Linked DNA regions of Solanum lycopersicum: region 1 is linked to region 2. Evidence: chromatin contacts called from public HiChIP or PLAC-seq data. All regions are on one chromosome and are shown on one strand. Each heading gives the region's core, a stretch centred on a gene start, on an enhancer-like site or on the middle of the called end of the contact. The rest is flanking DNA. Distances are from core to core; before and after follow the strand shown. Region 1 holds the start of LOC101265163 (GATA transcription factor 16). Region 2 holds the start of LOC101257502 (importin subunit alpha-2).

Evidence for each region. HiChIP or PLAC-seq counts read pairs in DNA pulled down with a chosen protein or histone mark.
Region 1: a contact with region 2 is called in an RNA polymerase II HiChIP or PLAC-seq map of leaf, with 8 times the contacts expected there. The contact joins the promoter of LOC101265163 here to the promoter of LOC101257502 in region 2. A contact is called at or near these places in 1 of 8 Hi-C or Micro-C datasets (leaf mesophyll) and 1 of 1 datasets of contacts at active chromatin or transcription factors (leaf).

What each region holds. Positions count from the first base shown.
Region 1 is chr1:67,954,796-67,959,387 of SLM_r2.1, forward strand. It overlaps LOC101265163 (GATA transcription factor 16), which reads left to right and starts at 2,812. Exons shown (of 3, transcript XM_010320465.4): 1 at 2,812-2,906; 2 at 3,001-3,243; 3 at 3,332-3,810. The coding sequence starts at 2,889. The coding sequence ends at 3,586.
Region 2 is chr1:67,735,234-67,739,648 of SLM_r2.1, forward strand. LOC101257502 (importin subunit alpha-2) reads left to right here and starts at 2,809. Exons shown (of 12, transcript XM_069298316.1): 1 at 2,809-2,930; 2 at 3,023-3,258; 3 at 3,457-3,553; 4 at 3,637-3,728; 5 at 3,810-3,941; 6 at 4,030-4,215; 7 at 4,382-4,415. The coding sequence starts at 3,040.

The DNA of each region.
Region 1 (4,592 bases), core at 1,562-4,061, 220 kb after region 2:
AGATGAAAAAAAATAATATATCTAGAATATCATTTATAAAAAAGTATTTGATGAGAAATTTTAATGTATTTGTATTTTATAAAATTTTAAAAAATATATTATATATATAAAATTGTACCTTTATTATTCTAATAATGAGAAGAAGAAAAACTTTGTTAATCTTAATGTTAGTCTTATTTTTTTAATCTTGGCAAGTCACAATTCAATGATTTACTGTTGTCATTCACGTGAATTGTTTTTTATATTTTCACATATAACTATTTAAATTAAAAATATTATTTTAATAAAATTAATATTATTATACAATACAATTTACTGCATGACATTAGAAACTCATTTTTAAAAATATACAACAAGAGTAGTAGCTATGTCAAATCCATCAAAAATGGATGAAAAAATTAATATACATGAAATAGCATTATAAAAAAGTAGTTAATGATATTTTTATTATATATTTGTATTTTATAAATTAATTAAAACAGGTAAAAAGGAAATTATATGTTCCTAATTTTATTTTTAATCCTCTGTTGTACCTTTACTATTCTCATGAGTAAAAAAAGCTTTATAAATTTTAATGATATCTAATAATTTTGATCTAGAAAAATAAATCAAAATTTAACAATTTACATTTACCATTCACAAATATAATTTATAATTTCACATATAATTGTTTACACAAAATTTATATTTTGATCAAATTAATATTATTTAATAATAAAATTAACTAAAATATCATATTCAATTTGTAATCTCACGCAATTTTTGTGGTAGATATACGATTGTTTTGTGTTATTCTTTTGGTATAGTAATAATATGTCCAATTTAAGAAATAAAATGAATATTACAAAGGAAATGATGAGTTTTCTATTTTAAACTATGTCTTAAAAAGGAAAGATTTTGAAACAAATTGATGTCATTCTAGACATATTAGGATTAAAGTAGTTCCATTTTCTCCATCCACGTACCACAAAACTTATTTAGAAATAATATTTTAAAATGTATAATTTCTATGCAGGTAGGATCATGCATGTCATATAATATATTTTTTTTCTTTATGGTCACAAAAAATCAATCAAAAGAGATTTAAAAACAATATATTCAAAATATCATAATTTAATGGGACATTTTTAATAAATACAATTTATAAATAATTAAATAGAAAGTAAAAAAAGAAACCACATTTATATCTAATTAAAATTAATTTTCCATTATTCTAATAGAAAAGAAAACACTTTGTACTAAATGTTAATATTGTCTTATTGTTTTAATCTTGACAAAAAAAATCAAAATTAATTTCTATACATGTAGGATCATGCATATCATATAATATCTATTTTTTTTGTTACGGTCGCAAAAATCAATCAAAAGAGATTTAAAAACCGTATATTCAGAATATCAGAATTTAATGAGTCATTTTTAATAAATACAATTTATAAATAATTTAAAAAAAGTAAAAAAGATATCACATTTATATCTAACTAGATTTAATTTTCATTCTAATGGGAAAAAACACTTTGTACTAAATCTTAATATTATTTTATTATTTTAATCTTGACAAACAAGTCAAAATAATTTCTATACAGGTAGGATCATGCATATCATATAATATCTATATTCTTTTTCTTATGGTCACAAAAAATCAATCAAAAGAGATTTAAAAAAAAAACAATATATTCAAAATATCAGAATTTAATGAGACATTTTTATCAAAACAATTTGTAAATAATTAAAAAGAAAGTAAAAAAGAAACCATATTTATATCTAATTAAATTTAATTTTCCATTATTCAATGAGAAAAGAGAACACTTTGTACTAAATTTAATATTGCCTTATTATTTTAATCTTGACAAAAAAATCAAAATTAATTTCTATACAGTATACAGGTAGGATCATGCATATTTTACTATATATATATATATGTACATACATATATATTTATGGTCACGAAAATCCAACTAAAAGAGATTTAAAAACCATATATTCAGAATTGCAAAATTTAATGAGATATTTTTAATAAATACAAACTCATAAATAACTAAAAAGAAAGTAAAAAAGGGACCACATTTATATCTAATTAAATTTAATTTTCCTTTATTCTAATGAGGAAAAAAACTCTTTTTACTAAATCTTGATATTGTTTTTTTATTTTAATCTTAACAAACAAGTCAAAATATTTTCTATACAGCTAGGATCATGCATGTCATGTAATATTTATCTTTTTTTTTTCTTATGGTCACAAAAAATCAACCAAAAGAGATTAAAAAACAATATATTCAAAGTATCATAATTTAATGAGACATTTTTAATAAATATTTTGTATTATTTTATAAATAATTAAATAAAGTAAACCAAATTTATATCTAATTAAATTTAATTTTCCATTATTCTAGTGAGAGAAAAAACATTTTGTATTAAATCTTAGTATTGTCTTATTATTTTAATGTCGAGAAAGAAAGTCAAAGTACAATGATTTCACATGAATTGTACTTATAATTATTTAATACAAAAATAATAAAAAGTAATTATTTTTTATGATAGAAATATGTTCATTAAAGATTGTGTAAATTGTTTTGTAACGTTTTTTTGGGGGCTGTGAGTTGGCGTGAAGGCGGCAAATGGGCAAGTGAATAGCATATCTCCATATTCCGAAATTACCCCTATTTATAAGTAAGGCAGAATAGCACTTAAGTTTTGGCGGGCTGGTGAAAATATTTGTAATGAAAGGGTAGAGAAGTCATTTTAGCAGATCCTGGCGCTTAGGGTTTTCGGCAATGCCTTTATAAAGAGCACCATTTTCTATCCTGATCACCCACTTCTTCTGTCGGTTCTCTTACAGCAGTCGGTTTAATACTTTGATCATTTCTCTGTTTTTGCTTCCTCTGATTCAGATGGATCTAACTGATAAGGTGAGTGATCAACATTCATCATTTTAACTTTGATTTGATCAAATTGATCATGCTTGTTTTTGTTTTACTCTGTTTTGATTTTATTTGATTTTAGGTGATTGGATCTGAGGCAACGGAGATGACAACTCCAGAAGTGATGATTTCATCTGAAATGGAAGTAAAAGCTGCTGAAATGATGATTTCACCTGAAATCAAAGCGAAAGCTCCTGAAGTGATTTCCTCTGAAATCCAGATGAAAACTCCTGAAGTGATTTCATCTGAAATTCAGATGAAAAATTGTGTGAATTGTGGTGCTATGAAAACGCCTCTTTGGCGTAGTGGTCCTGCGGGTCCTAAGGTAAATTTACATGATCAATTAATTTGATTTTCGAAAATGTCGTGATTAATCTAATGTTGATCGGACGATGATTTGTTTGAAAATGCAGTCGCTGTGCAATGCTTGTGGCATCAGGAGCAGGAAGAAGAAGAGAGATCTGCTCGGGTTGAACAAGGATGAGAAAAAGACGAAGAAATCGTCTGCTAATTCTGCTAGCAGCAGCAATGTGGACAAGAAGAAGAAGAAGAAAATATGTGCAGTGAAGAATGCTGATGCAATTCCAATTCACTGGACTGATCTTGATGATGTTGAACAAGCTGCTTTCTTGTTGATGTGTCTGTCTTGTAGCTCTGTTTGTGCTTGATCAGGGCCATTGGTTGGTTGGTGGGTGAGGGAGTGAGTGATCAGTGGTGGGTAGTAGAATCATAAAACAGCAATAGATAAATAGTTGAGCAATTATTTCTCCTAGGACTTGAAAAGGATACTTTTATCCTTTTTAGATTTTTATTTAATTTATTAGTTTAATCAAATTCCTTGTTATGCTTAAAAGATTCATCAAATATATGGAAAATTTACTTCTTTATCAAATCGGTTCCTTTTCATCCTACGTCACAATTATTATTTTCATTAAATAATGCATTTACAACCATCAGTATAAAAGTGTGGTACAAACATTTGACTAACTAATAATTTAATACAAACTACAATTTGGATTTGATCAGACGATGTTGACATGACAAACGAATATAACATGTGTGAAAATCTAAATCTCTGAATTTCTAAAATAATCGCTTTAATTTAATATATGAAAATTTAGATTAATTGAATTTTTAAAAATATCGCTTTATTAGTTATGATTTAATATGTATATTTGAAGAATTTAATCAATATTGATAAAAAATTATGCCTTTTTGAGTGTGATGACAATTCATGTGTTTTTTGAGAAATAATAGCCTAATTGAATATTCCTAAAGAATTTATTTCTCTTTTTGGAATCTGCTTAACGCGAACCTAATTTTCCAGCTCGTCATTCTGATTTTTTTTGTTGATCCTTTGCCCCCTTATGCCTGTCTACATTTTGTCTAAATTAATATTTTCATTTTTTAAAATGGAAAAGGTCAAAATATATTCTTGTCTTTTGTAGTTTTGCTAATATATTTTAATCACATATATTTTATTATGGTCAAATACTTTGTTCAAATATGTTTTTGTTTTTATCTTTTTTTATTCCCTTAATCAAGTTACGAGATAAAATTATTCGATTGACATCAGATCTTGATGTGTTGTTTGGCTATGGATTTGATGTTGCTATGTGAAAAATTTGAGTTTTTAAAATATGTATTTATGTGTTGTAAGTGAAAATTTGAAAA
Region 2 (4,415 bases), core at 1,559-4,058:
ATCTTTAAATCATTCGAAAGAAAGTTCTCTTGGAGAAAGAATTCCAGGAGAGAAACTCATACCTTATTTAGAACTTGATCTACGAAGACCACCTTGAACAAAACCTTGAAGAAACCTTGAAATCGCCCTAGAGGAATCGATAAATTTTTCTGTTTTTCTTTCGTTCGTTGCTTGCTGTTTTTGCGTCGCCTTTTCTATGAGTTTGAGCGTGATTTTTTTGGTTTAAAAACTGATATTGAATGATAAAACTTAGGTTTAATAAGTTAATTTAATAAACTAATTAACCAATTACCAAAAAGTCCCTCGTAAGTTGATTAAACATAGGTAAACATAACACTTAGTCAAATCTGGAAATTGGTGTTGACTACGATTTTGGTCAATATTTTGACTTTATATTAATTAATTAAATCCTTAATTTAATTAATTTAGGTACCTAGGGTAAGTACTAAAGTACCCCTAAGTCATTGGAACCAAAATTAAGCTTTTTGGACCATCCTAGGTTAAGTACTAGGATGTTTCTTGAGTTGTACTAGGTTAGTGTAAGAATTTCGTTTTGATCATTTAAACTAATTAATTAAATTTCAAATTTAATTAATTAGGTGACATAAGGTAATTACTAAAGTACCCTTAAGTCGTTAGGACCATAACCAATCCTTTGAACCATCCCAGGTTAGGTACTGGGTTGTCTTTTTCTTGTTTTAACCGAAATCTGGATATTGCTTGGTGATTTTGGCTTCGCCCCTTTAAATTAATTAATTGAATTGCTAAATTAATTAATTAAGTACCTAGGGTAATTACTAAAGTACCCTTAAGTCGTTAGGACCATAACTAACCTTTTGGACCATCCTATGTTAGGTACTAGGCTGTCTCTTTAACTAGTACTAGGTTAGTGTCAACCCGATTTTGGTCCTAGGTTGTCGGGTGCACTAATGGGTCCAATTCGGTTAGTCCTAGGTTATTTAGTTATTTAGGGCAATAGGTTAGAGTCTAGAATTTGTTAGGAGGTTAGGCCCTACATGGAGTGGTCCCTTGTGCACGTTTTCCCTTTAACTACCCTAACTGAATTCGGTTAGGGTGGTCCTCTCTTCACATGTCTTGCAAATGTGCTTGCACATGGGTTGGTTGTAATTTCCTAATTAACTATTATTTATGGATCATTTGGGAATGTTTACTTATTGTCTCAAGGATCCTCGCTATGTCCTTGAGCACTACTTACTCTACATGATCATTTTAATTGATCATGCGACATGGTATCTAGGCTTGACACTTGGATGCTTCATACCTTTTTTTGTGAGTTAAGGAAAAAATATTTTAATTTAGGGGATTCTTTGCAGGTACATTTCTAAACAAGCTTGGACTATATTTTGCTTATTTGGGTATATATAGAAATTGGCTAACACCCCTTAGCCATTTTTCTATACTATGCCCAATATTTCTCAATATTGGGAATTGGAATGCCTATATATCCCCAATACGTATTCTAACGGACTTACTGCTCTTCACTAGATATATGATTTTCCAAAATGTTACAAAATTGGCGATGAAAAGGAGTAGTCGACGAATCGCCGAAAAGTTTCGCGAAGCAGTACCTTATCACCAGTGATCCAGAACACAAAGATGCTTGGACTAAGCGCAAGACAATGATGAAGTTACCAAAGGGTGAATCATTGATTGATCAATGATTCCGACTAACTACGCCGAGTAATCTGCTACAACACTAATATATTAAAACTGCAAATACTTGTTGAAAGTTTTAGCGTAGTATCGAATTTTATTAATTTTTTATAAGATTGTATAGAGTTTTATCAAATTGTTAATTTTAGAACTTCTATTTTTGAGCTCTAAGTTTGAGAGGTTTTTTGGAGAAGAAATTGAAGATTTAAAGGATTTCATCTCCAAGGATTACAATCATAATTCATAGCCTTTGCATTTTTCAAAGTATAAGAAGTAAATTACATTTTTTTCTGTTTAAATTATAGAGTATTGTTCATGTTTTAGGTAAATCTTGAATAACACGTGATTTTTTACGTACTTTTTATTCTTCTACAGTAAAAAATTCAGCATATCTAAATACTATATGCCTGTGAGTCGTTATAGATGTTGGATATAATTTTGTATCAACTGAACACAACAAAATAAGCTTACTATAGAAATTCTCAAAAGATATTTTCATGGTGTCCGTCTAATTCATTGAACATGTTTATTATCTTAATTTTCTTAAAAATAATATATTAAGACTCTCTAAAAATATCAAATACGATTTAAGACCTGATTATTGCCTTACGATATATATGCTTTTAAAATCATACGTAACTCGTTTTCTCTATACTTTGATGACTACATTAAAATTTATTTTTGAAAAATATCACAATTTTAAAAAAAACTCATTAGTTATATCTTTCCCCATCCCAAGCCAACCCCTAAATACTTTTTTTTTTTTTAATGATATTTCAAAAATTTAAATCATTTTTACACCACCTCTATTCTACCCCCTAAAAAAAACAATTTTTTAAAAATTATTTTTTGAAAAATATTTCAAGGACGGAAGTCTAGGTTGTGGCCTAGTTTTAATATCAGGGTCGGATCCTAAATCAATTATGCAGATGGATTATTTTAAGGTAAAAAATTATTTTTCTAAAGAGTAAATTCTAGTCTCAAATAAAAAATAAAAAATTATTTCTGAAATTTATTTTTCATTCATCAATCAGATATTAAAATTATTTTTATCATCAATCAAACATGTGAAAATAAATTAGAAATCTACGGTTTTGAGGGTTGTGCAATGAACCAAAAGCAGATGCAGGGAAAAACTTGGGCTTAATCAAGCCCAGAAAAAGAGGGGAGACCCGGCCCATGAACAGAAGAAGACTAGAAGAGGAACTCTGTCCCAAAACCCTCGTCATTTACGGTCTCCTCTCCAAATATATTTGGTATATATAGTCTCTCTCTCTTTCTCCTTCGATTCAATTATCATTGTAGGGTTTTCTGTAATTGCCTTTACTATCTCATCTCTCTTTTGCAGTTTTCATTCTCTATACCATGTCTCTGAGGCCAAGTGATAGGACCGAGGTTCGTAGGAACCGATACAAGGTTGCCGTTGATGCCGACGAAGGCCGCCGCCGGCGAGAGGACAATCTGGTTGAGATCCGTAAGAGTAAACGAGAAGAGAGCTTGCTCAAGAAGCGTCGTGAAGGCCTTCAAGCCGCCCAACAACAACAGTTCCCTGCTAATCTTCAAACTTCCACCGTTGAAAAGAAGGTCAGGTTTTTTAAAGTATAATCTGTCTATAATGATGATATCTTATCAGGAGTAAAGTAAAGTCTCCTTGATCATTTGTTAAAAAAAATGATTTTAATCAGAAATTCATGACTTGATTTGGTTTTGGGTCGTTCTATGCTTTGTGCTCATTTGTTTGTTGATATGGTTTTCAAATGATAAGCAATGGTTGCTTTACAGTTGGAAAGTCTTCCATCAATGGTTGCTGGTGTGTGGTCAAATGATAACAATATGCAGTTGGAGGCGACCACACAATTTCGTAAATTGCTCTCTATTGGTATGACTAATCCTGCTCCAGCTTCTGTTCTATTAATTTTATTCAATTTTCCTTTTAACTTACATGCTAACTTTGATCAACAGAAAGAAGTCCTCCTATCGAGGAAGTTATTCAATCTGGTGTTGTTCCTCGTTTTGTTGAGTTTCTGATGAGGGAAGATTTTCCACAACTCCAGGTAGAGAGTGATGTGTGCCTTTAGCATTTTGTGGTTGTAGCTTCATTCACGCTCGATTTACTTATGGTTTTGTGTTTGTAGTTTGAAGCTGCTTGGGCGCTCACAAACATTGCGTCTGGTACCTCGGAGAATACCAGAGTGGTGATTGACCATGGCGCTGTGCCAATTTTTGTAAAGCTTCTGGCTTCTCCAAGTGATGATGTTCGTGAGCAGGTATGTTAAAAGATTGGCAGACACCTATACTGTATAGACTGAAGTTATGTTGATTAGTAAACTGATTGTATTTTTTCCCCAATTATAGGCTGTGTGGGCACTCGGAAATGTTGCTGGTGACTCTCCTAGGTGCCGTGATCTTGTTCTTAGTAATGGGGCGTTGATTCCTTTGCTGTCTCAGTTGAATGAGCATGCCAAGCTTTCAATGCTGAGAAATGCTACATGGACCTTATCAAACTTTTGTAGAGGCAAGCCTCAACCTCCATTTGAGCAGGTTGGCTGTTGTGTTGTTGAAACTTTTTTATGCTTGCAGTTATTTGATTCAAAATATTGTGCTTTTCTTAATCCTTCAAAGTGCCTCATGTTGATGGTCATCTTATTTGGTAAAATGAAATGACTTACTGAATGCTTTGCATGATTGATGACAATACATTTATCAGGTGAGACCAGCACTTTCAGCTCTTCAGCGGCTTG